2 separate regions of the Sus scrofa genome follow, and region 2 is linked to region 1. The links are chromatin contacts, called in public HiChIP or PLAC-seq maps. All regions are on one chromosome and are shown on one strand. Each heading gives the region's core, a stretch centred on a gene start, on an enhancer-like site or on the middle of the called end of the contact. The rest is flanking DNA. Distances are from core to core; before and after follow the strand shown.

The links. HiChIP or PLAC-seq counts read pairs in DNA pulled down with a chosen protein or histone mark.
Region 2: an H3K27ac HiChIP or PLAC-seq map of alveolar macrophages shows a contact between it and region 1. The contact joins the enhancer-like site here to the promoter of TTLL1 in region 1. A contact is called at or near these places in 5 of 47 Hi-C or Micro-C datasets (fetal liver, heart right ventricle, retroperitoneal adipose tissue and 2 more) and 2 of 2 datasets of contacts at active chromatin or transcription factors (alveolar macrophages and skeletal muscle).

What each region holds. Positions count from the first base shown.
Region 1 is chr5:5,789,597-5,795,035 of Sscrofa11.1, forward strand. It overlaps TTLL1 (probable tubulin polyglutamylase TTLL1), which reads left to right and starts at 4,164. Exons shown (of 13, transcript XM_003481524.3): 1 at 4,164-4,325.
Region 2 is chr5:5,956,559-5,961,927 of Sscrofa11.1, forward strand. The region is part of intron 3 of PACSIN2 (protein kinase C and casein kinase substrate in neurons protein 2); the gene reads left to right. Among named protein-coding and RNA genes, the nearest start is that of ARFGAP3, 35 kb to the right of the region's middle. Within about 2 kb of position 2,758, at least 8 of the 83 cell types and tissues checked have an H3K27ac peak or open chromatin away from gene starts, as enhancers often do. A contact at or near this core is called in alveolar macrophages and retroperitoneal adipose tissue, where this site is marked.

The DNA of each region.
Region 1 (5,439 bases), core at 2,914-5,413:
GGTGGTATTGGCGGGTGGGGCCTTTGGGAGGCAATTAGGTCCTGAGAGTGGAGCTCTCATGAATGGATTAGTGCCTGTAGGAGACCCCAGGGGCTCCCTCACCCCTTCTACCATGTGGGAACTCAAGCAAGATGGTGATGAATCCGGCAGCTGGCCCTTGCCAGCCTGGAATCTGCTGGTGCCAGAACCGCAAGAAATACATTGTTTAGATGGCACCCCGTCTCTGGTGCTTTTGCTATAGTAACCCAACCGGACTAAGGCACAGGGCTTTATCCTAAATGTCAGGATAGTCTGGTCTCTAAGGAGACGGATGAGCAATGACCTTAATATTCTGACTGTCTTTGTCACTGCTTCTTATCTCTGGGGATTTCCAAAGTTTTGTTCAGAAAACTAATTTGGGGGGAACGTCTTTCTTTTGCTCGGTGGGGAGTATTTGTCCTCGCTTTCATAGGGGTTGCCCCATCCATCTGTACTTATCTGATCTTCCAGAAATTCCTCACTGTTTTATCTATTGGGAGTATTTCTTAGTCTTCCAATTATGTCACAGATTTTCTAACAGATGATCACTTACGCAGCAAACCAAATCTCGAAACTAGATTAAGACTATTTCTGGGGAGTTCCCATTGTGGCTCAGTGGTAATGAGCCCAACTAGTATCATGAGGTTGCAGGTTTGATCCCTGGCCTCGCTCAGTGGGTTAAGGATCTGGCATTGCTGTGAGCTGCATTGTGGGTCACAGTTGCGGCTCAGATCTGACATTGCTATGGCTGTGGTGCAGGCCGGCAGCTACACAGCTCTAATTCAACACTTACCCTGGGAACTTCCATATGCTGCAGGTGTGGCCCTTAAAAAAAAAAAAAAGAAAGAAAGAAAAGTATTTCTGTAGTTTAGATAACACCAAAAGAGAGTCATGTCTGAAAAGAGTTTAACAACCAACATATTCTTGCAAAATTGTGGTTCAGTACTTTATACAATGCTTATCCTGCCAAACACAAGGGCTGGAATCTACCATAACTTGTGCTGTGATATCACCGGGTGATGTGTCCTATTGTGCCGGAGTCAGTCTGGCCCCGTGGGGAAGATGGGACTGCCCCATAAGAGCAAGCCCTCTTGCCTGCCTGATGGAGCTAAGAACACGGACACACTATGGCAAGTGGACCCACAGTGACCACAAAGACATGATTTAAAGAAGATAATCCTAAAACAAAATCTTTTGTAGAAATTCCTTTATTTGGATGCTTTCAGGATTTAGATTCCTGGATGGTTAATATTCTATTGTATTTTTTTTTAAAGACACATTTATTCGGCGTCATGACTAGACTATTACTTTTAGCAATCAACAGCATGGGTGCAAAAATTCTATTGTATTTTTCCATTTCCTTCCTTCCTTCCTCCCCTCCTTCCTTTCTTTCCGTTCTTGCTGTACCCAAGGCATGCAGAAGTTCTTAGGCCAGGGGTCAATATCAAACCCACATCATAGCAGCGATGCTAAATCCTTAATCATTAGGCTAACAGGGAATTCCCTCAGACTTTTTTTTTTCTTTTTCCAGCCGCACAGCTGCGGCCACATTGGAACCTCAACACATTGCGCTGTGCCAGGGACCAAACCCTTGCCTCCACAGAGATAAGCAGGGTGATTAACACAGTGGGTCACAGTGGGAACTCCATTTTTTTTGGGGGGGGGAGTTTTTTTGTTGTTTGTTTTCTTTTCTTTTTAGGGCTGCATCTGAGACTTACGGAATTTCCCACGTGGGCATTGAATTGGAGCTTCAGCTGCCGGCCTGCACCACAGCCACAGCAACACTGGATCTGAGCCGCATCTGTGACCTACACCACAGCTTGTGGCAATGCCAGATCCTTAACCTGCTGAACAAGGCCAGGGATCAAACCTGAATCCTCATAGATACCAGTCGGGTTCTTAACATGCTAAGCTACAATGGGAAACTCCAGGTGCTGTTTTTTTTTTTTTTTTTTTCCTACTATTATTATTATTTTGGCCATGCCTCCAGCATGTGGAAGTTCCCAGGCTAGGGATCGAATCGGAGCTACAGCTGCCAGCCTACACCACAGCCATAGCAAAACAGGATCTGAGCAATGTCTTTGACCTACACTCCAGCTCATGGCAACGTGGGATCCTTAATCCATTGAGCGAGGCCGGGGATCGAACCTGCATCCTCATGGATACTAGTCAGGCTCCTTAATGCTGAGTCATGATGGGGAACTCCTGGATGTTATCTTGCTGGCAATGGAAAGCCTTGAAGACTTTATAACTAGATTTACATGATTAGATCAGCATGGAGATTCTTAGTTTCCTGCCGTTCTCCTGGGGCTACCTAGCTCCCAGTTAATTCTTCGCATTGGCCAGAACTCTTCCTACTATCTGCTCTCGTGATGTTGGTCTCCTCCCACTGTCTGTACCCAAGCCTTCCAGTGTTTTGGCTGCTGGTGATGCTCTTTGGAATGGCATATACTCTGCACAGGGCAGAAGGACATGGTAAAACATATTAAACACCTTCCTGGGCGCTATTCACCTAGGAATTTAAACTCTTTTCCATCTTGAGAGATGGAGATAATTATTCCCTTTTTTTTTTTTTTTTTTTTTTTGTCTTTTTGCCATTTTTTTGGGGCGCTTCCACAGCATATGGAGGTTCCCCGGCTAGGGGTCCAATCGGAGCTGTAGCTGTCGGCTTATGCCAGAGCCACAGCAACGCGGGATCCGAGCTGCATCTGCGACCTACACCACAACTCACAGCAACGCGGATCCTTAACCCACTGAGCAAGGCCAGGGATCGAATCTGCAACTTATGGTTCTTAGTCGGATTCGTTAACCAATGAGCCATGATGGGAACTCCTAATTATTCCTGTTTATCCATGAAGAAACTGTCATTGAGAGGCTGGGAAAAAACCCCAAAACAACCCTGACAGGGAGTTCCCGTGTGACTCAGCAGAAACTAATTGGTCTAGTATCCATGAGGATGCAGGTTTATCCCTGGCCTCAATCAGTGGGTTAAGGATCCGGCGTTGCTGTGAACTGTGGTGTAGTCACAGATGTGGCTTGGATTTGGCACTGCTGTGGCTGTCACGTAGGCCAGCAGCTGCAGCTCTGATTTAACCCCCTAGCCTGGGAAGGTCCATATGCTGCAGGGTGTGGCCCTAAAAAGACAAAAAAAAAAAAAAAGGCTGGAGGAGTTCCCTGGTGGTCTAGTGGTTAGGAGTTGGTTGGCACTTACACTGCTGTGGCCTGGGTTCAATCTCTGGTGTGGGGACTGAAATCCCACATGAAGTTGCTGCGTGCTGCAGCCAAAATAAAAAAATAAATAAAAATTTTAAAACAAGAGGCTGCGATTTTCCTATGCTCAACAGCTAGACTGTAACTGAGCAGGGAGGTAAATTCTGTTTCTCTCCTTTCACACTGCCTCCCAGTGCACCTTCATGACTGACAGATGTCTGGGGTACATGCCCTTCTGTTGTGTATTAATTCAACAGGAATTTAGCAACTAATATATCCTCTACCAAAGTGCCTTTCAAAAAATACTTTCATAATCTTCCCAACAACCCTTCAGCATAGGTGCTGTTATCTCCATTTATAGACAAGAAACTGAGGCTCAGAGAATGACATGACCAGCTAGTGGATTTTGGGGTGAGGATTCAAACCAGGTCTGGCTTCAGTTTTAAAATTCTCATGGGCCAGGCTGCCTCTTCCTAACAGAAAGAGTTAAAAAATCCTACTTTGAGGAACTGCACCTGTCCCGCACTCACACTTCACAAATGAGGTGACCTTTGAGTAGGCCATTTATTGATTACTACTTGCTGAGCGCAACCTGTTAGGTTATCCTTACAAAAATTCCTTCGAGGCAGGTGCTGCCAACCATCCCAGTTTAACAGATGTTGAAGCTGAGCAGAAGAGATGAGCGGACTGGACCCAGGGCCCAGCCATCACACCCCTCTACCTTGCACTATCAGGGTCGAGACTGCGCCCCGACCCCTCTCGACTTCATTTCTGGGCTCTGACGTTTGTGGAGACGCCGGGGTGGACCGCAGACTCCTCGCACGATCCCAGCCCCCGGCGCCTAGCGGGACGCCAGGCCAGGGGCTTAGAAACGAGTGGGGAAAATCTGACCCCGGAAGCAGTCTTGGCGCCGGTAAGGCCGCGTCTTTGGTTGCCGGGGCGCCGCCCCGGAAGTAGAGCGCGGAGGGTGGGTTCGCTTGATAGCGGGCCGAGTCCTCCCGCAGGAGCCGGAGTGGAGCTGGAGGCGGGGCCGGGGTGCGGCGCGGGGCCGCCGTGCTCCGCGCTCCTGGGCGCCCCTCCGGGCTGGACGCCCACAGGTAAGACACAGCCGCCGAGGCCATCGGCTCCCGGGACCCAGGGTGTGGCGGGGGGCGAGTGCGCATGCGCGAGCGATTGTGGCCGCTGGTCTACGGGGCCGCTGCGGTTGGGTTTGGATGCTGGACCCGCGTCCCTCCAGCAGCCTGCGCTGACTACTGTGCCTCTCTTCCTCCTCCGAGTTCCTGTGACTTGTTCCTCCTGATCCTTGTAATTGCATTCTTCTTCTTATTCGTTATCTCAGAATTTAATCGTTGCTGGTTTTTTTCATTCATTTGCAATCTGTATTGTTTCTGTTGGCATCTTGCAGAGCGCGGTGTACCTGTGGGTTGAGTTCTGGGCAGGAGACAGGCGACAAGTGTTCTCTGCCCTGCTTATCTCTCTCTGGAGAACTGGACCTAGGCATTTCTCCTCCCTGTTTCCCCATCATTAGCGGGGGGTGACGGTCGCGGTAGTCACCCTAGAGTGATTGGGGCAGTACAAGGAATTCATTCTTTTTTTTTTTTTTTTTTTTTTTTTTTTTTTTTTTTTTTTTGGCAGGAATTCATTCTTGAAATAAAAGTATCTTGTTGTTGTAAACCCTTTGTGGTTTGCAAAGCGGTCCTTTGTTCAGGAAACATTTAATGAGCATGTTTGGGTGCTGGGTTGTGGCAGTACAAAAAGATTGGCCCTGTCCTGTGCTCAGGGAATTACAGGCACTGGTTATTAGTTAAGGTGGAGCATGGCACTGTCACCCTGAGGGGGTGAGGAGATGGGCAGAAGCAGTACAGTTGTGACCAAATGCTCTGGGTGATGTAAAGTCGTCGTTTATACTGTTATTTAAAGATGGCTCCTTTTCCCTTTCAAAAAAGACTAGCTGGAAAAGAAGGCAGATGTCCTAGGATCTTTCCTAATTTTAATTTTTTTTTTAAATTTTTATTTTTGTCTTTTTATGATTTCTTGGGCCGCTCCTGCGGCATATGGAGGTTCCCAGGCTAGGGGTCAAATCGGAGCTGTAGCCACCAGCTTACACCAGAGCCAGAGCAACGCAGGATCCGAGCCGCGTCTGCAGCCTACACCACAGCTCACGGTAACGCCGGATCCTTAACCCACTGAGCAAGACCAGGGATCGAACCC
Region 2 (5,369 bases), core at 1,508-4,007, 170 kb after region 1:
GTCTTGGCTCTAACACTCGCCCTGTTCTCAGCCCGAGGAAGATTCTGGAAGGTGGAGTCTGCCTCCTTTCGGCTGCATGATTATGAGTGACTTTGCCTCTTCAAATCTGTTTCCTTTTCTGTAAAATCCCACTGCCTTGGGATCATTACAAGATTAAATGAGGTGACATGTAGAGCTGTCAGCCCACAGCCTGGCATCAATTATGATGCTGCTGCTGATGAAAAATACTGTGCTGTGCTTGTTACCAGGAGGCTTGCAGTCCAGCTGGGGCAGGGAGGCTAACGGCACGATTGTGACCCATGGGGACAGTGTTTGGAAGGGCCCTTGTGGTCCCCAGGTGGACCAGCCAGCAGGACGCTACGGCAGGGGACTGGTGTCGCCTGTCTGCTAGCGCAGGCGATCCAGGCGCGCCCTCTTGGTGGTGTGGCAGGTGTCAGGGGTGCCTCCGTGGGGAAGACCAGCCACCGAGCCTTAGCAGGGAGCCGGGATTGGGGCAGGTAGGCGAACGCGTTCAGCACCACCTCCCTGCCTTTGACACCTGAGCCACTCCCCGTTTCTAAGGTTACGGCATTTGTGTGCGCCTGTGTTCTCGCGTAGGTGTCATCCTTGCTTATGTGCCAATATTTTGAATTCATGTCGAGGCATCCTGTGCCCTGTTGTTCCGTTTCTCGTTCCGCTTCTCTGTCTTTCTCCTCTCGGCACTGTCAGTGAGATCTCTTCCGTTGCAGTGTCTACACAGTCCTGCCTGTCCTTTTTGTTGCCACACTGGGGTGCCCCCCAGGTGCTCCATGATCTGAGCCAGCATTTCTTTGGGGATAAAACTCAGGAGCAACGAGGCTGGGTCCTCCTGGGGCACGTGTCTGCTCCCTGCCTTCCTGCCTGGTGGTCACAGGCCCGCCCCTGGCTGTTTTCCCACCCGCGTGGCTCAGTAGGGGGTCCTCAGTGCGCAGCTCCACCCTACGCTTGGCCCTTCCTGCTCTCCCGAGTGCCCTCTGTGGGGGGCAGAGCTGTGTCGCTCTTTTCGTGGGCATTCCCCCAAGTCCCACGAGTGTGAGCCCTTCGCTCAGGCCGTTAGCCCCGTGACCTTCCGCTTCTCTCGCGGGTCACCACTCGTATCTGTGCGCATCTTCCTGCAGGCCTCTCAGTGTTGATGGGTCGGGCTTCCTGAGATAGTTCAGATTTTAGTCCCATGTCACTTTAGACAATTTAAGCAGATTAGGAGACAGTATTTGAATCTGTTAACTTTGTCTGTGTTACTGATTTCTGAACAGAAATCCTTAATTTTTGAGGTAATAGTTTATTTACACACACACACAACTGTGTGCCCACATATCCTTATAGCTTCTACTTTTGAAATTTTGCTGAGGGGTCCTGCCCTGCCTATATTTTTTTCTAGCTGCATCAGGGTTTTACCTTTCACATTTTTATTGAGGGCCTGCTGAGAGCCAGTGAGCGGGAGGCGGTGGAAGAAGCGGTGGGTAAGGAAGACAAAGGCCCAGCCCCTTGGGACACAGTTGGAAGGCGTGTGGGTCGACCTGCTGTGTGCTGTGGGCTCTGGTCTGCACAGGCCCGGGCCGGCGGGAGGTGAGGCCATCCAGGGGCAGGGTGGTCTGGGGCACAGGCCTAAGAGCACCCTCTGTGTGAGGGCTACTGCTCCCTCCCTCAGTTGTGCATCAAGGCAGCAGTGAGACAGCCAGAACCTCCTGGGGTACCTGGGGGCGTCCAGGGAGTCCTAGGATTCTTCGTGACATTAAGGTGAGCCACGCAGGACGAGGTTCGTGCCGAGGCCGCAGGGGGAGGGAGAGCCCAGCTCCCTTCTCACCTGGCCTCTGGTTTCACCCTGGGACTTTGGTTGTGGTCAGTGTTTTGTCTGTGAGGTGGTCACCGACCGAAGAGGAGGGTAAAGGACTAACGTGGACGGTGTGTGTGTGTGAAGTGGTTGGTGCGCGGCACCGTGTAGGTCCCCTGGCCAGACCTTGGTCCTGGTAACTGGTGGCCCTGGGGGCCAGTGGGTGGGGCTCAGAGGAGCTACATGTCTGCATTCACGTTGCCTCCCATCCCTCTGGGATCCCGGGGGTCCCACTGACCTGCTTCCCCATCCGCTGGCTTTCCTGCTGCCTTCGGCCGCTCTGTTCCGCAGACAGAGTTGGCAAAGGTAAGCAGCTGGAAGGCCAGAGAAGCAAACGTCTCCTGCATCCTTGTGGGCTGCGTCCCAGACTGTTCACACCCAGGGGCTGAATGAGGAACTGGTGGGACCTGTTTGAACAGTCCTTCCCAGCACCCCGTAATTATAAACCCGCTGGCTTTTAGGCAAAGCCCACTGTCTCCGCTCTGGTTCTCAGTTACACAGACGTTTCTGCCAAGGGGTCCCTGCAGCTCCAGCCCCAGACTCGTCCTAGCTGGCCGTGAAACCAAGGCTTGTCTTCCACTGGGTTCTGGGGCCCAGGCAGAGGGGAGCCAGAGGAAGGATGAGGGTGAGACTCACAGGCGGCCAGGAAGACGGCGGGCAGCCCCTGGCCTCTGGGCATAGGCGAAGGGCATCGTGGGTGGAAAGAGGGTAGAGCGACTCAGATTGCCAGGAGACAGCAGAACCAGCCGGGCAGAGCTTGGTGGTTGGGTGGAGGGAGGAGGGAGAACCGTCTCTGGAAGAATCCGGGAAGGAGGTGGCTCCGTTCTTTCTGCCACATAGGCCCGGCCTGCAGGAACCGCCACCTGAGGTCCCTGGGAGCTGGGATCCTGCTACCTCTGTCCTGCCCCCGTCTGCCACCTAGAGGACAGAGCCGTTCCTTTCTCCTGCTGTGCCTCAGAGGCAGAGGCTACTCGTACTGTCCCTCCAGGGGCTTTACCTCCTGAACCCCACCCGTCCCTCCCGGAGCACTGCCCCCTTCAGGGTGAAGCCTTTTCACTGTCTGACCCCACCTCCCAGGCCACCCACTGCATCCAGCCCCCAGCTAGCCCAGTCACCCCTGCATTCCTAATGGCTTCTCCCCGAGCCCAGGTCTCCGTGTTGTCTCACTTTCTTCATTTTGCCAACACTGTCTCTGCCTGGAGTCACTCCCCTCACCTCGCCGTCAGTCTGTCCAGCTTCCCACCTGTCCGTGCAAACTCACTTTGGATGTTGCCTCCAGTATACCTGCCCCCCCCCCGCCCCTTCCCTCAGCCAAGTGGTTCCTGGGGGAGAGTAGGGGCTTCCCACCCTGCACCCAGGCACTTGCATGTTGAGCATCTGTCTTCAGCACCATGGTATCTGAGGGGGTGAGCCTGAATTTAGAGAAAGTTAGAAACGTAGACGGCTTCAGACCTAGTTTTCAAAATGGACATTTTATGAACAAAGCAATTGATTAGTATTGGAAGAAAGCGTGTTTATTTTCAGTTCCTACATGAAGTTATCTGCCATTTGGCCAATTCAAAACAAGCTAGTGTTTTGAAAAGTAAGAGAGGAGCGTTTTAATTATAAAACCAATAAAGCAGAAATAGCTAACTATACACATCCTGACTTTAATGTATCATCCATTTAACATATATTTGAAATCAATTTCCTTGCATTTTAAAAACCAGTCATTATACCTCAGTTTTAAAAAAGACAAAACACTCTACCATAGAAGCCATGTGGTTGGCAAATAGCAGCAAGAAAAGATGCTCAGTATCATTAGACACGAGGAAATCACAAATTAAAATCACAGTGAGTTATTTCTGTATATGAAACAGAATGGCTAAAATGGTTTTTGTTAAAACTGACAATAGGGAGTTCCTGTCTTGGCTCAGTGGTTAACGAACCCAACTAGCATCCATGAGGACACAGGTTTGCTCCCTGGCCTTGCTCAGTGGGTTAGGGATCTGGCGTTGCCGTGAGGTGTGGTGTAGGTCGCAGATGCGGCTCGGATCCCGAGTTGCTGTGGCTGTGGTGTAGGCCAGCGGCTACAGCTCTGATTAGACCCCTAGCCTGGGAACCTCCATTGCTGTGGATGCAGCCCTAAAAGACAAAACAAACAAACAAACAAACTGACAATGCCAAGTGCTACTGAGGATGCAGAGCAATTAAAATTCCTGCACTGCTGATGGGAGTGCAAAGTGGTCCAGCCACTTTTTCATATAAAGTTAGACGTACACTTACCAGATGGCAATTCCACTCCTAACTATTTGCCCAAGAGAAATGAAAACCAATGTCCACACAAAGACCTATAGGTAATGTTTCTAGCTTCTTTGCTTATAATTGTCCCAAACCAAAAACAACCCAAATGTCCTTCAACAGAATGAAAAGGTAAACAGATGGTGGTATATTCTCACAATAGAATACTGTTTCGCAATGAAGTGGAATGAATCACTGATGTAGGAAACAGTATAGGGCAGTCGCAAAAGCCTTACAGTAAGTGACAGAGCCAGTTACCAAAGCCAGGTTACATACTATGTGGTCTCCGCTTATTCTGGACATCTTGGAAAAGGGACAGAAGTCAGGTTAGTGGTTGCCAGGGGCAGTGTGGGGAGAAGATTGACAGCAGGAGGGACCGAGGGACCTCTGGGAGGTGGGAGTATTCTCTGCCCTGACGTGCTGATGGTTATGCACGCCGTGTGTCCATCTCAACACATCCAAGTCTCTACCTGTAAAAGGTAGTTTTTATTTTATGTCGGTTACATCTCCGTTTACAAGAGACCAGCGGGTCTGCTCTGAGGACGACCACCCGCACGCTGTGCAGGGAGGGACTGGGAAAGCCACGCTGCTCTGCCGCTGGGTGGTGTGTGGGGGTGGAAGCAGTGATCCCTGGTGAATGTTCCCGAGTGTGGACGGAAGTGGTGAGCTGTCACTGACTTTTCCCTGAGCAAAGGACAGCAGGGCAGACCTTGCCTGTGGTCGTGAGCACTCCCTTGCCCCTCAGCCCCAGCAGTGCCGCACATAAGCCTAAATAAAGCACGTGCTTCTGGAAACATCCTCTGTATTCCTTGCTTTTCAGATTTCAAGAGCTGTTGTTTAAATGTGAACAGTATCTGTGCTAAGTGCTGAGGGGTTGTACCATGTGTACCTTGTAAAGAAATGGCCTTTCTTTCCCTGAATCTTTGTACGAGGGGTTTTGAAAATCAGAGAGGTAGGCAGGTTTCTAGAGAGCCAACATATTTTCATATTGATTACTAATTTGAATAATGTTGGTAACAGTGAGATGAAAGCTAGGTCTACATCGTGCTTTCATGTCAGCTGTCAAGTCTGTATCCGGCTGTGATTATCTTCGCTCTTCTTGCCACCAGCTCAGCAATACTGAGTTGCATGTCATTGGATTTTTTTTTTTTTTCCTTTTTTTCATGCTGCTGTAAATTTCCAACTGAGAGCAAGGCCCTATTTTAAGGGAAGTGAACACGTGATGTCACTTCTAACTGGT